Regions from separate parts of the Gossypium hirsutum genome. Here region 2 is linked to region 1. The links are chromatin contacts, called in public Hi-C maps. All regions are on one chromosome and are shown on one strand. Each heading gives the region's core, a stretch centred on a gene start, on an enhancer-like site or on the middle of the called end of the contact. The rest is flanking DNA. Distances are from core to core; before and after follow the strand shown. Region 1 holds the start of LOC107934631. Region 2 holds the start of LOC107934632 (probable receptor-like protein kinase At1g80640).

Evidence for each region. A called contact is a pair of places that touch in the nucleus more often than the background predicts.
Region 2: a contact with region 1 is called in a Hi-C map of leaf, with 2.2 times the contacts expected there. The contact joins the promoter of LOC107934632 here to the promoter of LOC107934631 in region 1. A contact is called at or near these places in 10 of 34 Hi-C or Micro-C datasets (anther, callus, hypocotyl and 1 more).

The regions. Positions count from the first base shown.
Region 1 is chrA06:125,231,032-125,237,281 of Gossypium_hirsutum_v2.1, forward strand. LOC107934631 reads left to right here and starts at 4,061. Exons shown (of 5, transcript XR_005928941.1): 1 at 4,061-5,852; 2 at 5,980-6,046.
Region 2 is chrA06:125,476,348-125,482,597 of Gossypium_hirsutum_v2.1, forward strand. It overlaps LOC107934632 (probable receptor-like protein kinase At1g80640), which reads right to left and starts at 2,323. Exons shown (of 10, transcript XM_016867106.2): 1 at 1,892-2,323; 2 at 1,569-1,739; 3 at 1,213-1,463; 4 at 670-802; 5 at 508-571; 6 at 329-425; 7 at 141-240; 8 at 1-11. The coding sequence starts at 2,027.

The DNA.
Region 1 (6,250 bases), core at 2,811-5,310:
AACTCTATACAATCTTATTACTTAGAGTTTACAATATTTACCATGATAACTCTAATTTTACTAGAGTGTTTAACTGGGCTACCAAGGTTTCAAATAGAGGGTTTTTTCATATGTTCTATTAATGAAGTCAATTTAAGTGGATCAAATGAGTCCCATTTATTCAATGGATCTCCATGAGACATTTTGCCTTTATTTGGCATGGCTTCGATCTGTGGCCCATGACACTTGGACATTCAAAGAATTACATTCAACTTCTTTTTTACTTTTCAAAGCTCTTTCTTGGAAATAGAAACTAAATAGGGTAAACTAAATCTATGATCATTTTAAAATAGAGTTTGTCTTATTTTTATCATTCTAATTTTTTCTCAATTTACTCACTCTAAATAAAAAAATTATGAACTGGTCACTGTCATTAATTTTTCCGTTTTCTTTTAACATATTGCATAGTCAGAAATCTACTTAATTTTTTTGCGTGTTTTCCTTTTATTTATTTATTCATTTTTTTCTCCATTTTCCTTTTTTTCTTCAGCATTAAGGTCCACATTAAGCATGCTGGGTGGAGGTTCATATGTTGTAAAATCTGGATCAACGCCTCTAGCATTGTCTGGACCTTTCACTATCAAAACCACTCCTCACTGGTTCAGTAAGAACAACCTCTGGTTCAAAAAACAATGCAATTTTTCGAACCATTTGGCCTAGATTCCCGAATTGGATCATCATCAGTTCTAGATTCCTCTTCATTTTCAACCCCAATTGCATGTCCAAGGATGTCCCTTCGTCGGTGCAGGTTGTAAGGAGTACATCATCCATTCTCGTAAACCCTATGTTAAAACCAATATTACTTGTGGACTGCCCACCAATGTAACTTGATGGCATACTCGAATAAGTGTTTCCAACATAGAACATTGACATTCTGAAGTTGAAATCAAAAGTGCTCACAGAATGTCATGCCGAGGTCTCCAAGTTCAGGTTAAGAACTAATCCTGATTGTACGCCAAAGTTGAAATCGAGGGTTGAACCCAATGAATGCTTTCCCATTGATGATTTCGAAATTTCCTGATACGAGATTTGTAACAATGCTGTGAAACCACTGTACAACTATGTGGTTGGACTTTCTTTTTCCTGTTCCCAAAACAAATTTATTAAATCTGTTGTCGAGCTCGGACCACCTTCCTGGATATCGACAAACTAGACATATAACTCTAGTATAGCATTTTCACTAGAGTAATGCATATTGAGCATTGCCTCGACATCTATGTTACCTTTGATCTCAAATGTATCATATCTAACAGGGTTCATTGACATTAGATATTTATATTTCAAGCTCGAAATTCACCTCCAGCTTGAAGTCGAGACTTTCCTTTTAATTCTTGACCAGAGCTTATTCAATTTTATGCTTCAGTTGAAAGCCAGTTCTGTAGATTGGGATATTACAAAAACAACCCCAATGTCAGTTTCACAAATTTGACCATTGTAATAAGTAACGGCTTTAATTCATTTACTCATCTTTGTAAAAAACCCATGTTTCACATGTTTAAAATGAAAACATTATATAGAAAAATAAGTACTCATTAACTAAATTCAAACAACGACAGTTACTTGAACTAATTTACTTTGTTGGGTTGATTTTTAAACTTTAAATGTTTAACATCAACAATCTTCTCCTTATACAAATCTTCAACTCGAAATTTAACTATAAAAACCTCTCCACATCAATCTTCATTTTATAGGAAACTTTAATATCGAATATAAAACATAATTTCAAAATGTTGGAAAAGATTGGACATGATAAGTAAAAAAAGCGCTTCTAACAAGATTCATTTTTCTAAAAATTTTCTAAACATTCCAATTGTGCCACGGAAAGATGAGAAGTAAATTTTATCCTAGGATTCTCAGGTTTCAGAAATTTTATCTTAGGATTATTGAGCTTTCAGAATTAAAATGGCACGAGATAGGGCAAAAAGGCACCCTGTAGGACACGTTTTCACCCTCTTCTCCATGTCACTTGAAGGCGCATCCTACAGGATGCATTTTTGCCTTGCCCTATGTTACGTCACCTGAAAACGCTTCTTACACGGTGTGTTTTTGCCTTCTTTCTCCCAAACTGGCATATTTCTCTATTTTTTTACAAAAATTGCCTAAATCCCTAATTTTGTTTAAAATTTAGCATATATCCATAATTTTCCATTTTTAGCCTTTTCTTATTGCTATTTACCTGACATGACCATAGAGGAAGAAAATTTCTTTGGTGTTTAGTACTGGATTTCCATTTATTGAATTCTTGGTAGCAACCAAGTTGTTTTTGAAAAGTAATCAAGGGAATGAGAGTTTTCAATAAATTGGGCTAGTCAGAAAAGGTGATAGGAAGCCGGTCCAACTTGTAAAAATATAATACAGTTGAAATTTTTGAAAGTAAAATTTAGGATGCTCTAAGTTCATCTAATTCATAGAACTTTGATTTTGATTATTATACTTCTAAGTTGATAAATTTTTATTGTTTCAATTTAGGTGATGATAATAATGTCATATTAAATTGAAGTTTTTTTTTAAATATTCCCATTATAGGTTTTAATCATATCTATTCTTTTTGACACAATGCTTGGCCCCTCCCCAATCCATAAATAGAAGGATAATGGGCTTTAATGCACTCGAACCTACGTCTTCCTGCATTGGCAACAATGGCCATGTCAATCGAGCTAAGATTCAGTTGGCTCAATTTGATGGTTTTAAATTAACATGAAATAAAATTTTAATGACACAATTTTAGCATATTAGATGACGATACGTTCCGTCATTAATTATGTGACTAAGTTTATTTTGTCACTATAAGTTGAATATTATTTCCTTACTGATGACAAATCAAATGACAAATTAGTGTATAATTTGGTGACAAAATTATCTCTCACCAAATACTTATTAAAAGGTGACATTTTACATTATTGTCATTAATGACATTATATTGTGACAAAATATAATGTCATTAATATCGTGACAATCCCGTCACTTATGCATTGAATGTTATTCATTATTGGTAATGATACCAATGGTCAGTGATAAATATTATATAATATGATGACATAGTTTGTTGTCACAAATACTAATTACAAGGTGGCAGTATACATTATCGTCACCATACTTTCAACAATATGACAAATAGTGATAAATCATCACTTTTAACCTTTAGTGTGACAATGAATTTTGTGTCACTAAATACAAATAAAGACATAAATGTAATTATCAGTGACTATTTCCTATGCCACTAATACATAAATTTGTTGTAGTAGATGAGAAAGAAACCTAAACAAAAACAATTGAAAAGAGCTATTAAGCAATTCTGATCTTACCTCTCTATATTAACAGAGAAAGGTCTAAGATAAGATTTAAGCTTGTGTAAATGATGGACTACTTAATTCGGAAACAACTCATCCCATAGAACATTATACACAACCCAATCTAATCTGTCTACCAAATTACCTTTGTTCCATGCAAACATTGGACTAACAAACTCCATGTCTTGCAAATTATGCTGAAATAAGAAATCTTAATATAAAGTATGACCAATATTAAATTTATCAACTCCACATTTCATTTCCAAGCTATTTAGAATAAAATTTAAATCCTTTGCAATCAATCATGGGTCAGACATATTCTCTGTTATCAGATGGAGACACTCCCACATCAGTCTCCTCTCAATCTATAGGGACTCCCATAAACAACAATAAGAAAGAAGATTGCTACATGTTTGAATTTTAAGAAAGAAGATTGCTACATGTTTGAATTTTGGTTTTAATCACCTCCTAAGAGATTGAATTTTTCCATGCCACCCAAAACCCTTCAAAATAATTAACCTCTAAGTTCAACACGATGAGAACAACCAAAGCCCATATTTCCAATTACTTTATCTAAAATTTCTCCACTAATCTAGATTTCAATAAAAGAAAAAATCTATGGTTAGTTAAGGCTAAAGTAATCAATACGTTAAAAGTAGAAGATTTAATAACATGACTGTAAGTCTCAAGAAAATCTTAACTTTAAACTTGAGCATGCCCTTTGCCAACCAACCTTGCATTTTTACTTTGAACAACCACCTACACCCTATTGCTTTCTTTCCAGGAGGAAAAGTTACAAGTGACCGAGTTCTTTAGCAATAAGGGCATTATATTCAACCATAACAGCCTCCTTCTATGCAGGATTGCTTGATCATTAGTAGTCAAATAAATGTTATGTTTGAACTCTCCTTCCTGTTTCTTGTGATAATGGAGTGAGTGTTAATTAATACTCAGCAAGGCTCTTGAATTGCTTCATGGGGAGTCTCGGAAGGCATGGTAGGAACAACTGATATTGTATCGGATCTGTTAGGAGAAAAAATTAGTCCACAAGAGAACTAAAATAATGAGCATTACCAGTGGAAGGTAATATTGAATCTTATGTCTCTGAAGGAGAGCTGCGTTGACTTGAAGATACCTCAAATGAGTGCTTAATCGAAGGAAAAACTTGTAGAGACTGAAACCAAAACTGACCATGCCTAGTTAAATTGGAATTTGTGAAGGCTCTTCAAAAGGAAACACATAATCCTAAAAAATGACATGCCTGGAGATCAATACTCGTCTGCTGTCATTGAGACATTTATATCTGTTAAAAATGGCCAACCATGTTGCTGTTATGTTTTTGTTAAAATGCATGCCAATATGATGATTTTGTTGAGTGCATACAGCTTGTATACATGCCGCAGTAATTGTGCATGTTGCAGCAACATATTTTCTATTTTAGTTGCAATGTAATTTAGTTTGATTGAAAATGAACTTAGTTGTTGATGTTTTGATGGGTTTAGGTGATGATTGAGCTGATAAGTCAGCTTATTCATGTGTACAAGTAATGTTTTGATAGTCTCAATGTTGATTAGTGGGATTAGTTGAATATTTGGTGATGTATTTTGATTATAAGTGTATTGTTTTCATATTGAATGAGAAAGCATATCAGTTGTGTAAAGCAGATTGCTTCCCTGCTGCAGGTTTGTGAGCATGTAAATTATGTCAAGTTTCTTGCTCCTTTGTTCTCTGTCTTGTTCTCTTCTTTTGCTGTTGTCAAAACCCCAACAATATCCATAGTGGAGTGGGCTTATGAGCATTTTATGAGCTCAAATGAGGAAAACACTAGGAACTAAGGCTGCGTTTGTTTAGGGGTAAAAGCTTTTACGAAAAAGCTTTTCAGCCTTTTCCCATGTTTGGTTGGCTAAAAATAATTTCTCATTGTAAAACCTTTTACAAAAAACGGGAAAAGAAGCGTTGATTTTAGTAAAATGTCTTACCGATTTTATTTTGGTAAGACGTTTTCCAAAGGTTTTCTTCCCCAGTAAACTTACCTGAAGCTTCTTCCTCTTCCCCTTCCCCTTCCCCTTCTCATTCTCTTTCCTCCTCACCCATCCTTTGCACCCTGATCTACTGGTTGCCGTCAAACAAACAGAACCCTAACCTGACCCTGGGTTGGTCTGGTCAGTCTTTCTGAAACCAACATCACCTTCCTCTCTTGGATGGCCAGAACCCAAGTTTAAACCAGACCCCACGATCAGACCTGTTTCAATTGAAGACCAAGCCAGGTTTGCCAATATGCAAATGCAAAACAAGGTTCTTAACAGTTGCAAAGAGTTTTTCAAGAACAGGGTTCGTGATGAAGAAAACGATGATGGTGATGATGATGATTTTAATGAAGAAGAAGAAGAAAAGAATGAAGTAGACATGTTTTTTATGAGAATTTTTGTGAATAACAGTGAGTTGAGGGGCTACTATGAGGAGAATCATGAGAAATGTGAGTTCTTTTGCTTGGTTTGTGGTGGCATTGGTGAAAAAATTTAGGTAAGAAATTTCAAGTGTGTGTTGGACTTGTACAGCATTATATGTCGATTTCGAAAACAAAGTGTAAGACAACCAATAGAGCTTTTGGATTGGTTGTTTGTAAAGTTCTTGGTTGGGACATTGATAGGTTGCTTGTGATTTTGTTGAAAGGAGAGCCTTTGAGTCGTATTTTGGCTAATTCAAGCGAATCACAGGTAAACTTCTTATGTTTATTTGCATTTTAATTGCCTAATAATTGTATCAATCATGAAGCTGTATGAGTGTTCGATACATGGTATAGATTGTTTGAATTGAGTAATTTGTAGAATTTACATTGATGATTATTGGTTATATGAACATCTATGAATGGTAAAGTTTGTAGTGTTAAGGATTTATGTTGAATTGATGGTCTGTGAGGT
Region 2 (6,250 bases), core at 1,073-3,572, 240 kb after region 1:
AGTCAATTTGCCTGAGAAGAAAACACTCTTTGTTACTATTGAAATAAAAATCGAGACCAAAATTGGTACTCTGGACCAGAAAATGGAACAGATTTCATTTGGACTTAGTTATGTGTTAACAATGTGGAACTTTGGCTTACCTTCTAAGAGGTACTCTGGAGCTACATACCCCAACGTTCCTGACAACTTTACGTTTTTGTTTTGAGATCCAGTAACCACAGTAAGGCCAAAATCCGACAGCTAAGTAACGGAAACCATTCTGGTTAACATATATGCAAAGGTATGCAAAGACGAGGTTTGTTAGTGATAGCATCGTACATAATGTTACCTTAGCATTGAAATTGGAGTCCAGAAGAATGTTAGATGACTTAATATCTCGATGAATAACTGGTGGATTACAGTGCTCGTGAAGATATTCTAACGCTCTATCAGAGATCAATGAAAAAATTTAGAACCATGTTATAGCAACAAATTAGAGATTAAAACATAATTGGCTCAGAGTTTCACCTTGCAACATCGATTGCGATTTTCATCCGTAGTTGCCAAGTTAAAGCTGATCCTCGAGTCGGTCCTGTAATGTCCAAAACGAAATCGATGAAATTAGATCAAAGACAATATATTTTAGCTTCTTCCACATTGTTAGTTTCAAATAAGAAACAGAGTTTATACCATGTAATTGACTCTCCAAAGAACCATTTTGCATCATTTCATAAACAAGTAACTTTGATTCACCATGGATACAATATCCCAATAGTGAAACTATATTCTGATGCTGGATTTTGATCATCCAATCGACCTCATTCTGCACACATTCAATGAATATCGAATAAAGGCTGGGGAAAGACATTAGATCCGAAAGAGACTATGTCGAGGGGAGATCAGCTCCTTTGGGAGAAGTCTTCTAAGTGTCATTCACTTGACAGCCGATCCAGTCCTCCAATAAACTAAAGTATTTTCTTCTAGGAGAGGATTTTGTCTCTTGTGCTCTGCCGAGAGTCAGCGTGGCATGAGCAGCTGTCCTGAGAGCCTGGTTCACAGAGCCGGGAGCTGCTCGACTGTAGTGGGGTTTGAACCCCTGACCTATGGGGTATAAGTCACTTGTTGAGGGATATGGTACCACTCTGGTTCAGTCGGCTGCCTGACTTGGAAGACTTCTCCCGACCCTCAATAGACTGTATTCATATCAAGTTCAATTTTGCAACAAAATATCACCTCGAATTCTCTTTCAACATTATGTCCTCCACCATCTAATTTCTTCACAGCAGCAAGAAATTTCCCATCAAAACATGCTTTATAAACACGTCCACGACCGCCTTGACCCAAAACATTACTTTCCCGGAAATTGTTCGTCGCAGCTTCCAATAACCGATACTCAATAACAGCTACTGAACCCTTTTTGCTAGCCATTGGTAATGAATTAAACTGATCCACAATTGGACTCAACGAAAGTGTTTTTGTAGGTTCTTCAGATTGCATATTAAAAAACCAAAACAAAGAACATAGTTGCAATCAACAGACAAGACTTTGAGACCAAAACACAAAGGTGATTGAGTAAGACAAAAAGATACCCAGATTCCGTTTGGCTTCCCCATTGGAATTCTTCATGATTTTGTGTCTACAAATCCAGAAATATAACAAAAAGAGCAATATCCCACAAAGGAGAGTGGAAGCAACAATTAGAGTAACAAGGATTCTCTTGTTCAAATCTTGATGGTGCACTACTTTAATCACTGCCATTCCTGCTTTACCATTAACATAGCGTTAAGCATTATATATTGTTTTTGATGAAGCTAGCACTTATCCCTAGTTTCCCAAAAATCTCAAATGGTCTAAATCCCAATGCAAAGCATCTAATTGTGGTAAAGCATTTAGAGCAATGAAGAAGAAATACCTGGGGAAACAGCTTCCATTTGTGAAGAAAAGGAAGAAACAGTGGAGACAGGTGTGGTTCTAGCAAGAATTACAAGTGATAACAAAGATAAGAAACATTGCCACATGGGAAGTAATAACAGACAGAGAAGATTCATGTCTCTCCACTAAGACAAAGAGAAGAAAGATGTTTGCTGTTTCACTTTTGAATCTAAGAAAAAAAATACCCTTTCTTTGGAAAAAGAAAATGTAAGAAAATGGAGACAAAAAGTGGTCAGTATTGTTGCAAGCAAACCAAGAAAAAAAGAGAAAAAGGAAGAAGAAAAAAGTAGAAAAGGAGAGATCTTTCTTATTCAATTAAATACCTATAATCTAATTGATTTTGTCACTTTTTGTGTGAATGTGTGTTAAAGAGAGAGAAAAGGGCAGAGATGGGGGATATAGACAAAAGTGAAGTGTATCCATGTGTGGCAGTTATGAAAAAGAGAAAAAATTTATGAAGTTATGTGAGTTTGCTTTGGATGGACAGTTGGAAATGGATGTGGATAATGGTAGTAAGCTAAGAAAGGGAAATGGAACATCACTCCTTTTTGTTTTCGGTTAAATTTTACTATCAGTCCCTGTATTTGTGAAAGTTATGGATTTAGATCCTATATTTTAATTTGGTTACTTTTAAAATTTCAATCATCACCAAACAGCAATTATTGAATTCATTCAGTTAAGTTCTGCTATTTTTAAAATATAATACTGCAAACATATTATCATATATGTGATGGCATGCCAGCTTATTATTTCCATATATTACTTAGTAAAAATTCAATTAATGGATTAAAATTTTAAAAATTGAAAAGTATAGGGACTTAGAATGATCGAACTAGAGAATATAAATTAAATCTACTACTATACACAAAGTAAAAGACTAGTAATTTAACCAAACGAATTTAATTGTTACTGTTTGAGTCAAGACTAAAATTCTAAAACTCAAAAAGTATAGAGACTAAAATTCATCAATTCAAGAATGAAAAGGACTCAAATTGATCAAATTAAAATATAGGGACTAAATTCACAAATTCTATAAAGTATAAGGACTTAATGGCGGAATTTAACCTTTTTAAAAAAAATTTCAGCTACATTCCTTATTAGCTAGGTAGTGTTCATCTGGTCCCTACGGGACAATCGATACATACTGTTTTTATTATCTATCAGTATTCTTAAATAAAATTTTGATTCGGGAAAAAAAATTAGATTTTCAGTTTGGTTACAAAACAAATTAGTACACTATTTTGACTCTTTCTATTTCATCTAACTGGACTTGCGTATAGATATTCAATCATTCAAAAGGTGTTTTGAAAAAATAATAATAATTAAATTTCAAAAGGAAAATTACAATTAAAAATAGATACTTTTTTTTAATAAAAAGTTCAGGATTATTTGATAACCGGATGAAAAAATTTCAATCACTTGAAAATTAAATATTTAAACACGTTTGGTAATTTATAAATAAAAATAATTTTATAGAATTTTTTAATAAAAATAAAAATTAGATAAAGAAATATGTTTGATAAACCATTGAAAATCAATATTTAATAATTATTTTAATTTTAATTTTAATTTTTTACTTAACATAAAATTTTCAAAAAAAAATGTTGAATAAGATAAGTAAGTATGTAACACCCCAAAAATTATAAGGTTAGAATTAACAATTTAGGTAGTAGAGAGCTTAGAAAATTCTCTAGAGAACCAAGGTTTGAGCTTCACTCTTTCCATTTCCCTTTATTTTTTCAGTAATTAAGGAACAAAATCAAGTTAGTATACATATAAATGTAGTAGAAAATAATTAAGAATGGATAGTATTCCAAATGGTAAGGCCTTAGTATAATTCCCCCTTGCATCAGGTTCAAATCATGTGAATTCTTTTCCATTTGTTTTAAATTTTGGTATAATGGTTTATTTCCCAAATCAGCCCTTAAAGTGTGAAAACCTTAACTATTTAATTCATATTTTTCCTAATCACATGTGGATTTCTACTTCTTTTTCAACCCTAATTAGTATTTCTCTTCGTTAAATACATATTTTTCTTTTATTTCCTCTTTTCTTTTTCATAAAATTCTCCATATTCTTTTAATGGAAATTTTATTTTTGAAACCCGAACCCGAAATCAACCTTGTTTAATATGTTCTTCATGTCGATTTAGAGTAACGATGTCAATTTCATTTATAACGTGCCAAAATCGGTAAGCATTCTTATTTCTAATTAAGAAGAACCCTAGAATTCTTGAATAACATCGTTCTTGACAATTTTCCAAAATTGATTTCGAATCTTTTACGAGTTTTTCCGATAATCTTGATAATTACGATAAATCTTGAAAGTTGATATTAATTCTTACATATTTGTCAATCGAAAGACCCGTTGTAGGTATCCTAAATCAAATTTGGATGTGAGGATTGTTGTTTGAGACCCTAAAAGTCAGATGTGTTTTTTTTTACGAGAAAATCGAGGTAAAACTGAACCCAGCTAGACCACACGGCCTACCACATGGGCATGTGGGCTACCCGTGTGGACTGCACGACCACACACATGACCATGCCACCCCTGAAACCCTAGGTTTTCGCTTCTCACATGGCCTAGAACCTTTCATACAGCCTGTCACATGGTCACGTCTCCCCTGTAAGCTGTTTTTTCGAACACAACACGGCCACAGCCTCTCCACGCGACCGTGTACCCCTTCCACATAGCGGTGTGTCCCTTGGAACCAGAATTTATAGTTTTGACCTAGATTTTACAATTTGTTCAGATTAGTCCCTGATTGATTCCCAAATTTTTTTAGTATTTTATTTTATTCAATTAAGCCCCTAATAATATGAATTCTACTAGAATCTTTGATCTAATTGACTGAATTAATATTACATATACATATTTGCATGAATTATGAATGAACATGCCTATTGAACCTATATTTGCGATTGATTGTACAACATGCCTTCTGTTACCATTGAAACCAAACATTTAATAAGCTTGATTTTTGCTATTGAAATGATGTGTGATAAACATATTATTTGCTATTGCATTGAACTGTTATAAGCATATTGATTGTTACCATATTGTTCTGTTAAAAGCATAATTAAATGCTACCGTATTGAACCATTTTTGAACTTGCCTTATTACATTGCATGGGGTGGGATGTTTTGAACAAAGGAAGTAGTCGGTGGTTTATCTGCTCGATCAGTGGTTTATCCACAATTTATTGATAATTAATTGTGACCTATCCCATGAGTTAATTTTCTAAATGATTTGTGATACATGCACGGATGGGGTGAAATTTATTAAATTTCATTCACCGAAGCTGCCAATTTTTAAGTTTGAGAAATCAACAGACTTTCGACAATTTTATGGATGGGATCGAGGCATTTCTAGGTTGAGATGTCTCATGGCGTTCAAATATTTATCTCTTATCTTCGAAACACACTTTGAATCACTTGATTTTGAATTCAAGAGCTCAAGTTATGACCATTTTAGTGAAGACTACGCGAGCAAAATTTCTAGATGAGATTATAAAGAAAATTATGAGTTTTAGGCTTTTAATTTAAGTTTAAATCATATTGGGTTCTATTTTTAGGCTTAGTTTTTATTATATATGAGCTCAATTTTGTATTTCTTAGGCCTTATTATTTTATTATTGCGAATTTTTTATAATTATTAAGTATTTTAAGTTATTTAGGTTAACAAGAAAGTTTTGTTTAAAACTACTTCTTATTTAGATTAATTAGAGTTTCAGTATACTTTAGAGTTTTATTTGGATGTACTTAGCTAGCCTATATAAAAGCTTCTTCATTGTTCATTAAGGAGACAATTGTTTTCATTAATAAAATTTTCAACTCTAGGCGTTTGTTTATTGTGCAAGATTTCTTTCTTATGATTTTTAGAAGTAGTTTTTTTCTCGATTTTCTTCAAGGGGTCGTGGAAATTCATGCTGCACCCTTTAATTAGCCAAGGATTATTTCTTGTAGGGTTGATTAGAGCCATTAATTGAGTTTTTTGGGATTTATATCTTAAAGGGTTCAATTGGACATTTATCCTTCTATCTATCATATCCATCGGTTTATCGTTCTATCTTCCACTTTACTTTAATCTATATTTTCACTATTTAGTTATTATTTTTAATATTTTTCCTTTATTTTTTGTTAAGTATTCTTTTTTTTCTTATTTCCTTTGTTATTTTCTAAATTTGTTTATTTCTTCTTTTAGATCAAATTCAAATCTTTCTTTTCCGAGTCAAACAGCTTGAATCTGATCTTTCTTCAGCTTCCTTCGCTCCAATTCCGTATCATTTGGTATCAGATTCGGGCATTTCAGGTGTTCTTTGTATACTTATAAAGTTATT